Regions from separate parts of the Mus musculus genome. Here region 1 is linked to region 2. The links are chromatin contacts, called in public HiChIP or PLAC-seq maps. All regions are on one chromosome and are shown on one strand. The core of a region is the stretch at or near the end of the contact, and the rest is flanking DNA. Distances in the headings are between cores, read along the strand shown.

Evidence for each region. HiChIP or PLAC-seq counts read pairs in DNA pulled down with a chosen protein or histone mark.
Region 1: a contact with region 2 is called in an H3K27ac HiChIP or PLAC-seq map of microglia, with 6 times the contacts expected there. The contact joins two enhancer-like sites. A contact is called at or near these places in 1 of 15 datasets of contacts at CTCF or cohesin (the NIH/3T3 cell line), 2 of 484 Hi-C or Micro-C datasets (the C10 cell line and bone marrow-derived macrophages), 2 of 115 datasets of contacts at active chromatin or transcription factors (embryonic stem cells and microglia) and 1 of 9 other capture datasets (embryonic stem cells).

Annotation. Positions count from the first base shown.
Region 1 is chr16:24,345,808-24,349,546 of GRCm38.p6, reverse strand. No RefSeq gene overlaps it. Among named protein-coding and RNA genes, the nearest start is that of Lpp, 46 kb to the left of the region's middle. Within about 2 kb of position 1,441, at least 74 of the 459 cell types and tissues checked have an H3K27ac peak or open chromatin away from gene starts, as enhancers often do. A contact at or near this core is called in bone marrow-derived macrophages and microglia, where this site is marked.
Region 2 is chr16:24,026,297-24,030,192 of GRCm38.p6, reverse strand. No RefSeq gene overlaps it. Among named protein-coding and RNA genes, the nearest start is that of Bcl6, 39 kb to the right of the region's middle. Within about 2 kb of position 2,537, at least 15 of the 459 cell types and tissues checked have an H3K27ac peak or open chromatin away from gene starts, as enhancers often do. A contact at or near this core is called in bone marrow-derived macrophages and microglia, where this site is marked.

The DNA.
Region 1 (3,739 bases), core at 192-2,691, 320 kb before region 2:
ATATTCCAGGCACTGTGCTGGGCAGAGAGGAGAGTAATGAATGAAGCATATGTTTGACCATTCGGCTTAATAATAGTCAAGGAGTGGACGAGTGAGCAGGAAGTCAAGACAGTTGGGAAGCTGTACCACAGGACTAGTCAGTGAGCAGGAAGGGGTAGGGACCTGTGTTACATGGAGAAGGGATCAGAAAAGAAATGATGGTTGAATCACTGGGCAGGTCTGCTTGTCATTAGGTATGTCATTTGCTGATGGTCCCTTAGCCAGCTTTTGCTGTTGTCCTTTGTTTTGGGGTGCTTGGAATTCAATCAGGGCCTTGGGTGTGCTCGGCAAGTACCCTACTGTTGGACTACAGCCCCAACACTGTTTATCTATTCTTTAACCTCTCTCTTTTCCTTATTTTGCTTGCTTGGTTTTGTTTTTCAGACGGGGCCTCACTATATATAGCTCAGCTAACTTGGGACTCCTTCAAGTGTTGGGAGTGAATGCCTGGGTCACCATACCCAGCTTTCTTTTGGTTCTTTAGCAGTTATTAATCAGGACCATGACAGGTACACTTTGGAAGTCTGACCTTTCCAAGTCTTTTGTTCAAGTCATCTTCCCACCGTGGGTGGCCACTGGACCTAATTCTAGCTAAGATGGTAAAAACAGGAAACAGATGCAGGGATTCTTAGAAGTATTTGTTTTGTGGCACAGGTGCCATATTTTCCTTCCATCCCACCCTCAGCACCAGACTGTGTGTGAGGGTTGGCAATGGAGTCACCAGAACCCAACTGCCATTAAATAAATCTAGAGAGTTTTGACCCAACACAGTTACAGTGAACCTATTGATCCTCTTGGCCATCATGAACAACGTTGTATGTGAAAAACAATTCCTTAGCATTAGTGATCTAGGTCTTTGTTATAAACTTGTATCTTACAGGTTTGAGAGTACTTTTGACTTAGACCTCTTGTTTTGATAACCTCTTAACAAAGTTATCTATTATAAACAACTCTTAAAAAAAAAAGAAAACAAAACAAAAAAGATCTAGAGCAAAGAAAAGAAGAAAAAGCAAGCCAAGTCAAGCCAGCCACAAAGGGGCTGTAGATAGCATCTCTTTGGTTACTCCTTTTTCCTCCACAAATGAGGCACTACTAAGATTTATCACTGTGAGATTGAGACAAGAGTTATAGGTGTCTGGCCTCCTGTCTCTGCACCACCGTATATTTCTTTAATGAAGTGTGAGACCAGAGCTCCATAAATTCCCATAGTAGCAGAAGCAGGCAGGAGCTCGTCAGCGGAGCTATTCAGGGAGCCCAGCATCACTCTTTGCGTATTAGAGAAGTTCACAGCTGGCTAAAAATAGGCTTGGAGAGAAGAAGTCGCTTTTAGACCGCAGCTCATTTTGGATTTCTCTGGAGCCCCATTCTGGGCCACCGTGTATTTCCTTTTTCCTTTCGTTCTAGTAAGAGCACCCAGGCGGGTCAGAGACAATAGCTGCATGGTTATCTTTAGTTCCACTGTGCACTGAAAGCAGAACTCCGAAGAAATAACAGTAAGCCCCGGGGTACATGGACTGTTACTGCTTTTTAATAAGCGCTAACGCGAATCGAGTCTTTCCTGTGTCCTGGTCTCAGTGCTTGCTTTAAATTCTCAAAACAACCCCAGGAAAGAAAAAAAAAAGCTATTAATAGCCTCCTCCCATCTTTAATGAGGAACCAAAGATTCAGAGCAGACAAGCAACCTGTTTCCAGCCATAGAGCCCTGGGGTGTGAACCAGCGTCTGATTCTTTTCAGAGCCTGCACCCTCAGTGCCACCCCTGTAAGGATACACGCGCCTTTCTGCATCCCATTAGTATGACTCTTGTTGTAGGCCAATGAAGCAAGCAGAGGGGGACACTCCAGGGCCTCCTCGGGGAACGGACTACACACATGAAACCGGGACTTGAACTGTCAGTTTTGGAATCTTTCAAGACACAGGCAGCTCAGTCATGGAGTACACGTGGAATCCTCTCACGAGACTGCGTTCTAAGATTCAGCAATGGGTCCTCTGTCAAGGAACCAGCTGGCCCTGGGCTGCCCTGATTTATTTAGGGTCTTTGAAAGACATGTTCCTCCCTTATACCTGTAGTGAGCGATGTTTGGTACTTGTATGTACGACCTCAAATGTAATACTGTTTTCACGGTTGATCAAGCAGTCCTTCCTTCATATTGCAGGATCGAAGTGTGAGTTGGAGAGGGTAAATGTCTCCCGTGGAATGCGGCCAAGTTAGCTGATAAAGCTAATACCAGATCTCTTTGAACGTTTAAATTATCGAGTGACAAGAGAGCTGAGCCTTAGTTTATAGGGCTGAGGGTAGGTATTGTGCACGTGGATTTTTTTTTTTTTTGAAATACCTGAGTTTTGAAAAATAACGGTGTTCTGCCCACATTTTCAAGCACAGTGGTAGTCAAAAGAAAAACTCTATGGAGGTAATAATACCTTGTATTTTAAATACTACTTGTCTCTGAAAAGCTCAAAGCACTCTATAATCATTTCCTTATTATCACTCTCAAAACTTCCTGGGTCAAAAAGTTACAAAGTTTGTATCTTAACAAACGGGCCTCAGTTTCCTCTTTGGACATAAGTGGTTAGATGGTGAAGTTATCCTCTTAGAACTGTCAGTCCCAACAGTTTTCCTGCTCTCCCCTTCCCCAGCCTCAGAAGCACCCTCCCAACCCCCAACCCCTGCCAGCCAGGAACCCTGCTTAACTCTTTGTAAACCTAACAGGGGAGTCTCATGGTATAGAACCGTGAACTATTTCAAGTTACAAAGGTTCATGCAGGTAAGGCTAAAGGTGGAGATGCTTCCAGGTGGGCAGGGGCGAAAGGCCAGAGAGGTACGGTGGCTCCCAGTCTGTCAATTTGGATGCTTGGAATTGGTGTTTGTCTTAGGGTTTTACTGCTGTGAGCAGACACCATGGCCATGGCAACTCTTATAAAGAACAACATTTAACTGGGACTGGCTTACAGGTTCAGAAGTTCAGTCCATTATCATCAAGGCAGGAGCATGGCAGCACCCAGGCAGGCATGGTGCAGGAGAAGCTGAGCGTTCTACATCTTCATCTGGAGGTCAGTAGGAGACTCTTTTCCAGGCGGCTAGGACTAGGGTATTAAAGCCCATGCCCACAGTGACACACCTACTCCAACAAGGCCCCACCTTCTGATAGTGCCACTCCCCGGGCCAAGCATACATAAACCATCACAGTGTTAGGTAGTACTTTTATGAAAATATTTTGTTGTAGTTTTAAATAAAATAAAAGTGGTCAGTGAGACCCATCTTTTTTATTTTATTGAAGCTCTGCCTCACTACAGGTTGTACGTACTCCCCGACTCTTAGTGCAGACCCACAGCACAGGGCTGAGACCCTGGGTTCTGGAATATGCGTGACTGAGCAGACTTCTTCTTAGAGAGTGAAAGGGATTTATTCTCCCCGAGCACCTTGATTAGAAGACTCAGGAAGAGGCAGGCGTAGCAGTTAGCACATGCTGTTTCTAACTAGTCCCCAAATGGTTCTCCACCTCGACTAGGTCATAAAGAAACAAAGTCAAATACAAACACACACATGTGTTTATATAGCTACTGCCTTCCAGTGAGCTCAGAGCATATGTCCATATACATAATCCCATTGGTTCTCCTGGTTAGTGACAGCCTCAATTTGTCTGAGATTGCTGTAGAGCAGAACAGCTGATCTGGGCTCGAATGGCCTAGTTGGTGACATC
Region 2 (3,896 bases), core at 1,288-3,787:
AGCACACGGTGGCTAAGGACATGTGGAACAAAGGAAAACCAGAAAGCTGGTCACCTCTACTCTGTTTATCCTTCACTTACTTATCCAACAAACCTTTATTGACATGTCTTCATATCAAACACTGTGTTTATCCTTCAGGTACAAAAGTAAACTATAATATCTAATTCTAGCCAGTCATCTCTGCATGCTATGGCCAATGGCCAAATCTGGCAGAACATAAAGTTTTATTGGAACACAGCCATAACACTTCTTGTATGTGTGGTTTTCCTTGGAAGTACAGGGTTAAGTAGTAGTGGTAGTGACCCCATGTCTTGCAGTTCTAAAATATCAGTCAACAGTATCTATAGAAACAAATTGTTAGCCTTGATTTTGACTCACTTAAAAGTGACTACAATACACAGGAAGCAGTGCCATGCGGAACAAAGTGCCACAGAAGACACACTCTCCTGAAAATCAAGGACGGCATCTCTGACTGGCACCTTCAGGGCAGAGACCATGTGCCCCTAGTTTGCTGCTGTGCTCAAAATGAATGCTTAGTGCCCAGCACATAGTATACACTCAATGCACTCAGTTCATATTTGTTGAATAAATATATAGAGTGGAGGTGGAGAGATGGCTCAGTGGTTAAGAGCATTGGTTGTTCTTCTAGGGCACTAGGAGTCAATGCCCAGCATTCACAATGGCCTGTAATTGCATACCCAGTGGATGTCATACTCTGTACATGTGCCGTGCGTACATACATGCAGGCCAAACAGCCATGCACATAAAAAAACTGCATGAAAGACAATACCATAATATGACCATGATACACTGCATACATATATGAAATATATGTCCGTGAATAAATAACAGCTAGGTTGTTTTTAAGGTGAGAGTTAAAAGCTGATACTCCAGGAGACGGGTGGGTGGATGGGAGCAGCACATGGCGACGATGAGCAGGTGTGGTTAAGAAGTGGTGCAGTTGGGGACAGTGTGCTCTTTGAAGTTTGACAAGGAAGAGGTAAACTGGGAGACACAGGCAGGGGTAGATAGTTTTGGGTATAGAACTAGGGCTATATTGAGATGCACTATGCTTTACACTTTAAGACAAGTTCATACTTGTAGGATCCAGTTAGAAGAAAAGCAAGCCAGGGACAGGAGTCTGACTCTGTGTTACAACAGAATTCCACTGCTCTTAGGTCATGTCCCTGGGAATAGGATTAGGAGAATAGCTAAAGGGAGATTTAGGAACTGGAGTTAGTAGTGCCCTGTGATTGAAGATTGTTGAGGTTTGGGGGGAGCAGAGTTCAGAGAAAAGTTAAACCCCACTACTATTCAGTCTTGAACATTTGAGTGGAAGATAGAGCCCTTCATTGAGATGAAAAACACAAGGGGTAACAAAGGTTAGGAGGAAGACAACTATCAATCTGAGACATGCAGAAGTAAAGGGATGTATAAACTAAGTCAGGAGAATGTTGAATATGCAAATTTCAAACCCAAGTAGGAACTGGAGATACCATGTTGATGTTGCTCCTGCGGAGGACCTGGGTTAAGTTGCCAGTATCCACCCTGTTGGTTCAGTTCCAGAACATCTAGGGTCCTCTTCTGGCCTTCACAGAAATCTTAATACATGTGTGTATATACCCACACAGACAAACACGAACAAGTGTAAACACATATAAATAATTCAAATTTAAAAATCTAAAGAGTTAACCCAAGTGTACATTGTAATGTGAGGCTAAAACTGTGAATTATTAAAATTTAGAGAATAAATTAAAATCATAAGGGCAGATGGCATTTCCTAGAAAGGGGAAGAAGCAAGGAATGAGTTAAAAAAGGAAGGAAATAAGGAAGGGAGGGAAGCAAGGAAGGAAGGGAGGTACCCAGAAAAAGAAAGCCAGAAGGTTGCTGATATTTAAAAGAAGAATGGGACCCAACTAGTCTCAAAGGGAAATCAAGAAAGAACACTGCACACGATCAGGAGCGAAACCAGTAAAGTTTTATGCAAAAGAAATAAAGGGCGTGATTTAATCAAGGTCAAGTGTTTCAGAAAATTAAGAATGCCTAGCAGATAAGTACTGGAATAGAGTCAGAGCCGGGACCAACTTAATATTGTCCTTCACAAAAGCATTTATGATAGAGGGTAACAGCAGAAGCCAAGACCGGAGAGGGGGCCAGACAGTGCAGAGAGTTTGTGCTGAATGCCTTAGAGGGGTTTGATAGGTCTCTCTCTTTCCTCCTCCTCCTCCTCCTCCTCCTCCTCCTCCTCCTCCTCCTCCTCCTCCTCCTCCTCCTCTTCCCCCTCCTCTGCCTCCTCCTCCTCTTCTCCTTTTTCTTCTCTTCTCCCTCCCCTTGCATTCTCACTATGAGAGACCTTATTATGCTTAAACGCCAACTGTGGGGGGGGGGGGCGATGCTATTTTCATTTTAATAACCATGAAAATTTGGTTTCTCCAGCAGATGAGTTCATAAGTTTTGTCTCTTTAGAAAGAGAAATCCACTGTCCCATTGTGTTCTCTTTTTCTACGTAGTTTCCAAGAAGCTTAGAATCAAATTCGGTTCCCCTAGATGGCTGGGAGTATTTATGGCCACTTCCTTCTCCGGCTTTCTGTTCTGTTTTATACCTACATATCTTAGGTTAAAGTAATTATCATGAGAACTTTACAAGAAATTTCTTCTTGGTATTCCCAGTGTCTGTCCTCCGTTCAACGGTGTGACAGACCAACAACATGGCTGCTGCTCCAGACTGCTTGAGGCATTAGCTGAGAGGGCCAGGCCTGGCTTTCCAGAACTGTACAGCGTGATAAGCCATTCCCTCCTCGTGGTGATTTTGGCAATGTAAATGAGAAGGAAACTACTTTGTTGTTTTAGCCTTTCTTATTTTGGATCCCAGTGGGGCAGCTGAACCTAGGCCTTGCCTTACAGAGTCACCAAGGAATGGCAAACAGAACATAGCACTATCACCAAGCAAAACTGCTGTATGTCACAAGGCAGAGTAAGCAAGTGAGTTAGGCATAACCCCATCCTCGGGAAACTCAACAGGGGACAGAAAATGTCAGGCACACGCATTTCAGTCATGCTAGCCGAATGGTCACAATACTCTGAGGCAAGAGGATGGCCAGTTTGACGGCCTAAGGAGCGTCATTACCAATAAGTAACCTTTGAGTTCAGCTTCCAAAGTCAGAACTTTTTGATTCGTAGAAATGAATAAGAAAAGGGCTGAGGGTCTAACTCAATGACATGGCTCTTGCTTTGCCCTCAGGGTCCTGGGTTCAATCTCCAGCACCACTGGGAACAAAGGGAAAGCACCAAGGCACCTTAGGCAGAAGGAAGGCCACCTTCCCTTCGGATTTTAGATTCCAGTCATCCTGGAAGTGTGGTCCCCCAGAGGGCTTCCAGGTTGTGCTCAGACCCCCAAAACAGAACAATGAGCATTGTGAAGTTATGACGAAAAATGTTTGCAGTATATAGGAGAATCAAATGCTTTCCAAGCCTCTGGTCCCCGCATTTATGAAGAGGCCTTGACCTGTTAATTCCGAAGCATTTGTTAGATTGATTAGCAAGTGCTCTCCTCAGTGCCGACTCATGGGCTTATTTTGAATTACTCAAAGTGCAAGTAGACACTGAAACAGCGTTTTTCTAAAGAATCACCCAGCATGATGACACCTTCCTCCCCCACCCCCGCCAATGCGAACAGAGCTTTTCTCCAATTAGCACTCCTTAAAGAAAGGACTGCAGTCTTACACTAGGCTTTTATTGTTAGTACCCGGTAAAGCAGTGAGCTCTGGACAAACCCCCAGGCTGCTGCATAGAAGAGTTGGATTTGTTGTTGTTTTATTTGTTCATTTAAAAAAGCCATAGTTGCCCTATTGCATGGTCCAGGTGGAGTGCAGTGTGCCGTTCCAGGCCACATATGT